Linked DNA regions of Camelus bactrianus: region 2 is linked to region 1. The links are chromatin contacts, called in public Hi-C maps. All regions are on one chromosome and are shown on one strand. Each heading gives the region's core, a stretch centred on a gene start, on an enhancer-like site or on the middle of the called end of the contact. The rest is flanking DNA. Distances are from core to core; before and after follow the strand shown. Region 1 holds the start of TIMM22 (translocase of inner mitochondrial membrane 22). Region 2 holds the start of MRM3 (mitochondrial rRNA methyltransferase 3).

Evidence for each region. A called contact is a pair of places that touch in the nucleus more often than the background predicts.
Region 2: a Hi-C map of liver shows a contact between it and region 1, with 4 times the contacts expected there. The contact joins the promoter of MRM3 here to the promoter of TIMM22 in region 1. A contact is called at or near these places in 2 of 2 Hi-C or Micro-C datasets (blood and liver).

What each region holds. Positions count from the first base shown.
Region 1 is chr16:40,370,157-40,373,732 of ASM4877302v1, forward strand. It overlaps TIMM22 (translocase of inner mitochondrial membrane 22), which reads right to left and starts at 2,261. Exons shown (of 4, transcript XM_045519010.2): 1 at 1,979-2,261; 2 at 1-69. The coding sequence starts at 2,216.
Region 2 is chr16:40,516,665-40,519,826 of ASM4877302v1, forward strand. It overlaps MRM3 (mitochondrial rRNA methyltransferase 3), which reads right to left and starts at 1,496. Exons shown (of 5, transcript XM_045519005.2): 1 at 1,142-1,496; 2 at 644-888. The coding sequence starts at 1,455. GLOD4 (glyoxalase domain containing 4) reads left to right here and starts at 1,520. Exons shown (of 9, transcript XM_010958222.3): 1 at 1,520-1,690. The coding sequence starts at 1,601.

The DNA.
Region 1 (3,576 bases), core at 1,011-3,510:
TAGGGTCAAAGCCCACATTGGTATCAATGCCAGCAGTGAACACCCCAAATGCACCTCCCAAGACAAATCCTAAAAACAAACACAGAGATGAAGATTTCTTTGGCATGTTTTCTGGATTACTGTAATAGGGTCAAACTCAAACAGCACTTTTTTTGTTGTTAACTTTTAATTTGACAAATGGCACCTTTTGGATGGCCACCAGTGAAAGGAACACCTACCTCCTTGCCTCACAAACTCTCCACCTGCCTGGTACTACATACACAATCCAGGATCTATCCTGCTGGCAGCTGCTTCTCTGTCTCTTGTTGGATTTCTTCCTCCTTTCATTTCCTAACATTCCTCAAGATTCAGTCTTTAACCCTCTTTCTCTCTCTACACTCTCATATGTGAACCAGTCACCCCCAAGTATCAGTCATCAACTTTGCAAACCACTCCTGTGATGATGGTGACATTCATAATAGTCATTTGGTAAGCACCATGTGCCAACTACTCTTGATGCTTTACAGTCACAGCCTTATTTATTCTTCACAGTCCTGTTAGGTCTATACTAGCATTTTCTCCTTTCACTAGCTGAAGAAACTGAGGCTCAGAAAAGTTAAGTGACTTCCCTAAGGTCACAAAGCTACCAAATGACAGTCCCCACACTGCTGTTCACAGCTGACTTCCTGAGCCTGCTGGACATTTCCATATGAATCTTCTCTCACCACCTCAAGGTCACTATATGTTCAACGAAATCATGGGCACCTCCCCTCCAGACTCCTACTTAAGGCTCCTTCTTTCCAATCACTCTCGGTCCAAACTTCAGGGGCATTTCTGACTGCTCTTTGCTTTCCACTGTAACCCTAAGTTCACAATTATCATCCTAATCTAGGGCCTTTATCACTTCCAACCTGGAGCACTCCAAAGATTCATCCACCATTTCAACAGATAAGTGATTTTTTAGGATCTGACACAGTGATGAACAAAGACCCAGTCCACGTCTCAGAGAGCTTCAGTCTAGCAAATCTCCTATTCGGTCTCCCTATCTACAGACTTTTCTTCTTTTTGCCACACTCCACCCTGAGTCCTCATGCTCATTACCACCAGTTACCCTCTAAAAAATCATCAGTTACTGCCCTAATGCCTGCAGGTAAAAAGCTCAAACCCCTCCCTCCACTCCCATCTTGAAATGACAGTTCCCCTCCTCTTTGTATACCCTCATTCTCTCATCCTTCAAGACATGGCTCCAGTCTCACCTCCTCTTGTGGCCTTCCCCCAACCAAAAAAAAAATCTCCTTCTTCTTTCTACCCTACTTCACATTGTTACTCTCACCACGCTCGTTTCTTAACTGCCTTTCATTCTCAATGAGATTGCAACTCATCTGCAACTGTGGTCAGCCTCTTTACTCTGCACACAGGAAGAACACCTACACTCTCAAATCCTCAAAAAAAAAAAAAAAAAAAAAAGCCAAGTCGACTTCTTTCCCCCTCATTCCCCCTCTGTCTAGTCACACTGGCCACAGTGGTTTTTCTGGGTTTTTTTCTAACCTCAAGACCATTGCAGGTACTATTCCCTATGTCTGCAGCACTCTCCTCCAGGCTCCTTCTCAACATTTTTACTTCTATGTATATTAAAATATTAGCCTCGTGAGGACAAGGCTCTCGCCCTGTCTCTCCACTGCCAGGCACGTGATAGTTGCTCAGTAACAATTTGCTGAAAAATCATTATTTAAAACCGAATGAATGAATGAATGAATGAGGTCGAGCATCTTATACCCCCAAGGCCCTGACCCAGGACCTATTCTCTGACCCGATTTCCAGAGACGAGAGACAATACTGGGGTCTAGGGACGCGCTGCTCGAGTTCACTGAACCAGGTGGAGACTGGTCAAGGTCAAGGCCCACGGGCTCCACGCCTCCCAGGTGCGCGGCCTTCTTGGAAAGGGACCCCGCTGCCTTCCAAGCTCTCAGCCTCTTAAATGCCCCCCACGTCGCCTCACCTCCCACACAGGCCAGCGCCGCCTTGAAGGCGCAGCTTTCCATCGCCTTCTCGATCATCTTCTGCTCGTCACTCTTGGCGGGACTCGGGATCCCGCCCAGGCTCCCAGGCTCCAGGACCCGGGGCTGACGCTTGTCACCCACCAGGTACTGCAGAAGAAGGCTGTACTGCAGCGGGGCTTCGGCGGAAGCCGCCGCTTCAGGCGCGGAGTCCCCGGTACCGGGGGCCGTGGCCGCCATGACGATAGGAGCCCCAGAAACCTGGCGTCATTCTTCCCACGGCAGATTCCACAAGCTTCCCGTAGGGCCCTGCGCGCCCAGCCATCGTGCCGCAACGGCAGATTCGCCACACCGAGCGAGTCCGAGGAAGCCGCGGAAGCAAAGCCTGTTTGTGAGCACCCAGCGGAGGAGTTGTGTTCTCCCAAAACCTCCTGTGAATACTGAATCAGGCCTGTGCAGCATTCCCAACGGCACTGACAAGATTCAGAGTCACCAGAAAGTGTCCTCATCTTCGGGGCTGAGCGCGGTGCGTACCGGGACTTGTAGTTGTAACACGTACACACCAGACATTTCCCAGGAAGCCTTGCCCGGGCCCTCGCGTCTCGGCCTCCTCTCCAGCTCTGGACAGGCGGGAGCGGGGTGAGGCTACAGCGCGCCGGGGCGCCAGCAGGGGGTGCGCGCGCCTCACCACTGGCCCTTCTAGCCTACTAATTCCTTGCGGATGTTGTGAGTTGTCAGTGGGGGAAGGTGCTTTGTAAGTAAACATGAAAGCGTGGTATAAATGGTGGGATAGTTTTTTTCAATAATTAAACCTTTGAGGAGAGAGGGGGCCAGAAAAATGAGTGAACGAATAAGTGAAGCTAGCCTAGCACACTTAAGAAAAATCCAGGATGGTGATGGGAAGTGGAGGTGGCTGTGGCGGGATGGAGAGCAAGGCTGCTACTCACTCCAGCCAGTTGTTAATGGAATTAGGGCTGTGGGACTAGCATAGCCACGAAAAGCCAAATTTGTATTATACTAAACTAATTAAAGTGTTTCCTGGCTGGCAAACTCAGATTCTGAAAGTTAACTGAGAGAACACTGTATATGAACCCAGAAAAACTTTTGCTGTAGTTTTTATGGTACTAAAATAGATCTCCAATTGTTGTATCCATCCAGACTAGTAATGTATCTGGACTGATCAGACAGCAGAATAAGAGAGTCAGGCATCGAAGGCATTGCTCAGGCCTTGGTACCTCATTTGGACAAGAAGAGTTTGTAGGATTGAGAGCGGGAACGGGACTCAGGATGCTGAGGCCAGCTTGGCTTTTAGGGGGAAACTTCCATCCCCCATCCCTCCCCAAAAGAAGAGACTTTGGCCCCACATGGGCTTTCTGAGGACTCAGGATGCAGCATCAGTGTGGGGGTTGGTAGAAATGCTCAGGGCTGTGAACTGGCAGCAAAAGGATGGAAGCTTCCAGCCCCAGCAGGAGGCTGCAGAAAGCAAAGAACAGCCTGAACCCATCAGGGAGCAGTTAGAAAAAAAAAAAAAAAAAAAAAAGTCATGTCTTCAAATCAGGGTCCCCAAGGCTAGGGATGCAGATCTGAGAGGCAGACTAGA
Region 2 (3,162 bases), core at 246-2,745, 150 kb after region 1:
TGCTGGGTTATAGAAACAAGAGATGGTCTCCAAAATTTCCTCTCCCAACAAACAGCTGCACAGTGAGCTCACTACAGGGAATACATGCACAACTTATTTGACAGGCCCTGGCTTAAACATTAGAATCTTGAAGATAACTCCTCTATATTTAGGAAAAAAAAACTTTCTAAGTGCATACAAACATCACAGTCTATTAGAATCTTGAGTTGGATTTCACCAAATGAAAACAAGGTTTCCTGTTCAATGAGCTAAACAGAGCAATAAATTGTAGCTTACTGCTCAGACCTGCTTCTAGAATAAGGGGGTCAGTGATATATAGGTATCAGCCACACTGGCAGAAGTTTTGTGGAAATGGAGGGTATTTTGGTAAACATTTTCTTAATCTTTAATTGGACATTAAAGATTGAAGAAGTGACCTCAAAAATTCCTAAAGACTATAAAAAACCACAAACAAATGATGAAGAAAAACTGTCTTCAGTTTCCACTGAAATACAAGATGCATAAATTTTTCTGGGTGTTTTAAGAAAAAGTTAGGCAGTAATGTTTGAATTTGGTTTAAATAAAATTTGTTGCCCTGAGACAAGTATGAAAAAATAATCCTAGGTCTCTACTTCTAGAGACAAACTGTATAATAACCACTAACCCATTATTCCTTGTGGTGTCACTAGGTCGGACCAATCCTTGATATCCTCAAATTTCACCTTAATGAGGCCAACACCTTTCAGCTTCTCAATGGGCAGCTCCTTTATGTAGTCCAGACGGCTAAAGAAGAAAACTTTGGGCACAGCACCAGCCTTGAGAGCGTCTGCGATCAGCCTACGACCTTCCAGCAGAATCTTCCCTTGCTTTTCCCGAAATGGCCTGGACTTAACTATTGTCATCACACTGCTGTGGGTGGAAATAAAAAGACAGTTAATTACCAACATCCTCGTTACGGAGACACACCTAATTCTAACAGACTGGAGGAGCTTGACAGAGAAAGAAACAAACGAATTTGAAAAAAGACACTTATTCTGCCTTCCGTGCATCATAAAATCCAGCGAATTGTACTGGAAGTCTTCCAATGGGAGGAGAGGTCAAGATCCTTCTGTGAGGTGGGAAGAGAAATAGGAATACTCGGTAAGTCTCAGAAACACATCACCTCAGCCTTTTGTCTCCAGGGAAAGCCTTATCATAGCGAAGCCCGGACTCTTCCCAGGTGCTTGGTGTCTGAGATGGGGGGACCTGAAACGGCTGCTTCAGCCGCTGCTCGCGGGGACTGGCCTCCGCCGCCGCCTTCCGGGGCTGCTTCCCGGGACTGGGCTTCCGTTCCACCACCTGACCGGATGGAAACACCACTTTCACGGGGCTTCGCCGCAGCGCCCGGACCCAGCGCCGCGCGTCAAGGTCCCAAATCTGGACCACTGGCAGCACAGGTCGCGTTGCCCAGCCCACGCGATTCAACAGCGCCGCCATGTTCCCCCGCGAGGGGGCCTGCGTCAAGAAAGCGCGCCGGCGGCGGCCAATGACGTTACCGACCCGCCTGCGTCCTCTGGGGGCGGGGCGGTGCTCTACGCGTGAAACGTGAGTGGTGTCGGTGGTCTCGGTGGTTTTGCTGGTCATGGCGACTCGTAGAGCTCTGCACTTCGTGTTCAAAGTGGGAAACCGCTTCCAGACAGCGAGTTTCTATCGTGATGTCCTGGGAATGAAGGTGCAGACGGGGCCAGAGGGGCTGGCGCGCGAGGGGGTCGCGGGCGGCTGAGGCCCACCTGGCCGAAGGAGGGGAGAAACGGGTGTGATGTGAATTCCAGCCACAGCCCCTGAACTTTCCATTAGCTCTGTAAGGTTTTCAGCTTCAGGAAACGTCGCGAGTCGCGGGTTAGGTTGCATGGCCTTTGAAAGGGGGCTCAGACTTATTAGTCACTGACTGTGTGTCTAAGCACATCCTTCCATTAACGTTCGTTCACAAATGTTTATTGAGTTCCTATCCTTGTGGAGCTTTCAGTCTAGCGGGAAAGACAGTAAATCAATAAAAAGTTATGTAATATTCTTCCAGTGAACAGTGACTCAGTCTCTTTCGGTTTAGGTATTAGCATATTCAGAGTTCTGCTTCTCTTGGGGCTGGTTTGAATGGTCTCTTTCGAATACTTAATCTCTCTGGGTGAATGCTCCAACTCTCCTCTCAGTAGTCCAGATCTCAGTGTGAAGTCAGAATCTATTCTCCTCTCCAACACCTGGGAGTAGCCGCTCTCAAGCCCTGAGCAGCTGTGATTCTGCATGAGTCACGTGGGTGGCAAACGCCATGTGGAAGCTGTTGGGGTGCTCTTGATAAGCAGGGGCTTAAGATGTTGTCAACTGAAAGAAAAAGGAGCAACCTAAAATTTGAGGGATACATTTTATTTGGGGACCTTACTGAGAACTGTAGCCTGGGAGACAGCTTCTCAGATACCTCTGAGGAATTGCTCTGAAGAGGTAAGGAAGGAGCCAGGATATGTATGAATTTTTGGCTGGGGGAAAAAAATACCCAACATCAAAAGGTTACTGGTAATCACAAAAAAAACAGATATCTCAAGTTAATGATTTTATGCTTTTCTATGTATGGGAAGATGCAAAAATCTGGGTTCGTTGAAATTATTCCTTAGATATGCATCTTAAATATCCAGGGCCAGTATCCCAAGCATGGAATATTTCTTGTTTTTCTCCACCCTGAATTCCCCTCAGGGTGCACTGTTAGTTGGTGACTGCAAGGCTGAGGGCTGGGTCCTTGTAGAAGTGAAATGGCGGGCAACATTCTTTGTTTACAGTGTGCAAGAGTGCAATTGAATGTAGACACTAAAGATGTGGAATGCAAAGGGAGTTACCTGAACTCACCAGTCAATTAAAAAATATCACCCCATTCACAGTTCTGTGTTGAGCTTTGGTGGCAGAAATGAAAATGACCCTGGTATCTGTCCTGAATTCAAGTTCCTGGCCTAGGATCGGAGTGAGAATAAGATTTGTACATTGCTAATGGTAACGGAAGTTGAAATTTAATAAGTGGTGGAAAAACCACAGAGCTCTTCCTTAATATGTTTCCTCATTGATTAAAGGGTGGTTGTGACGATTAAATGTGTTGTTATATGTGTAGTATTTGACACATCATATGTATTATATAAGTGTTAGCTACTATTATTATAAAAATAC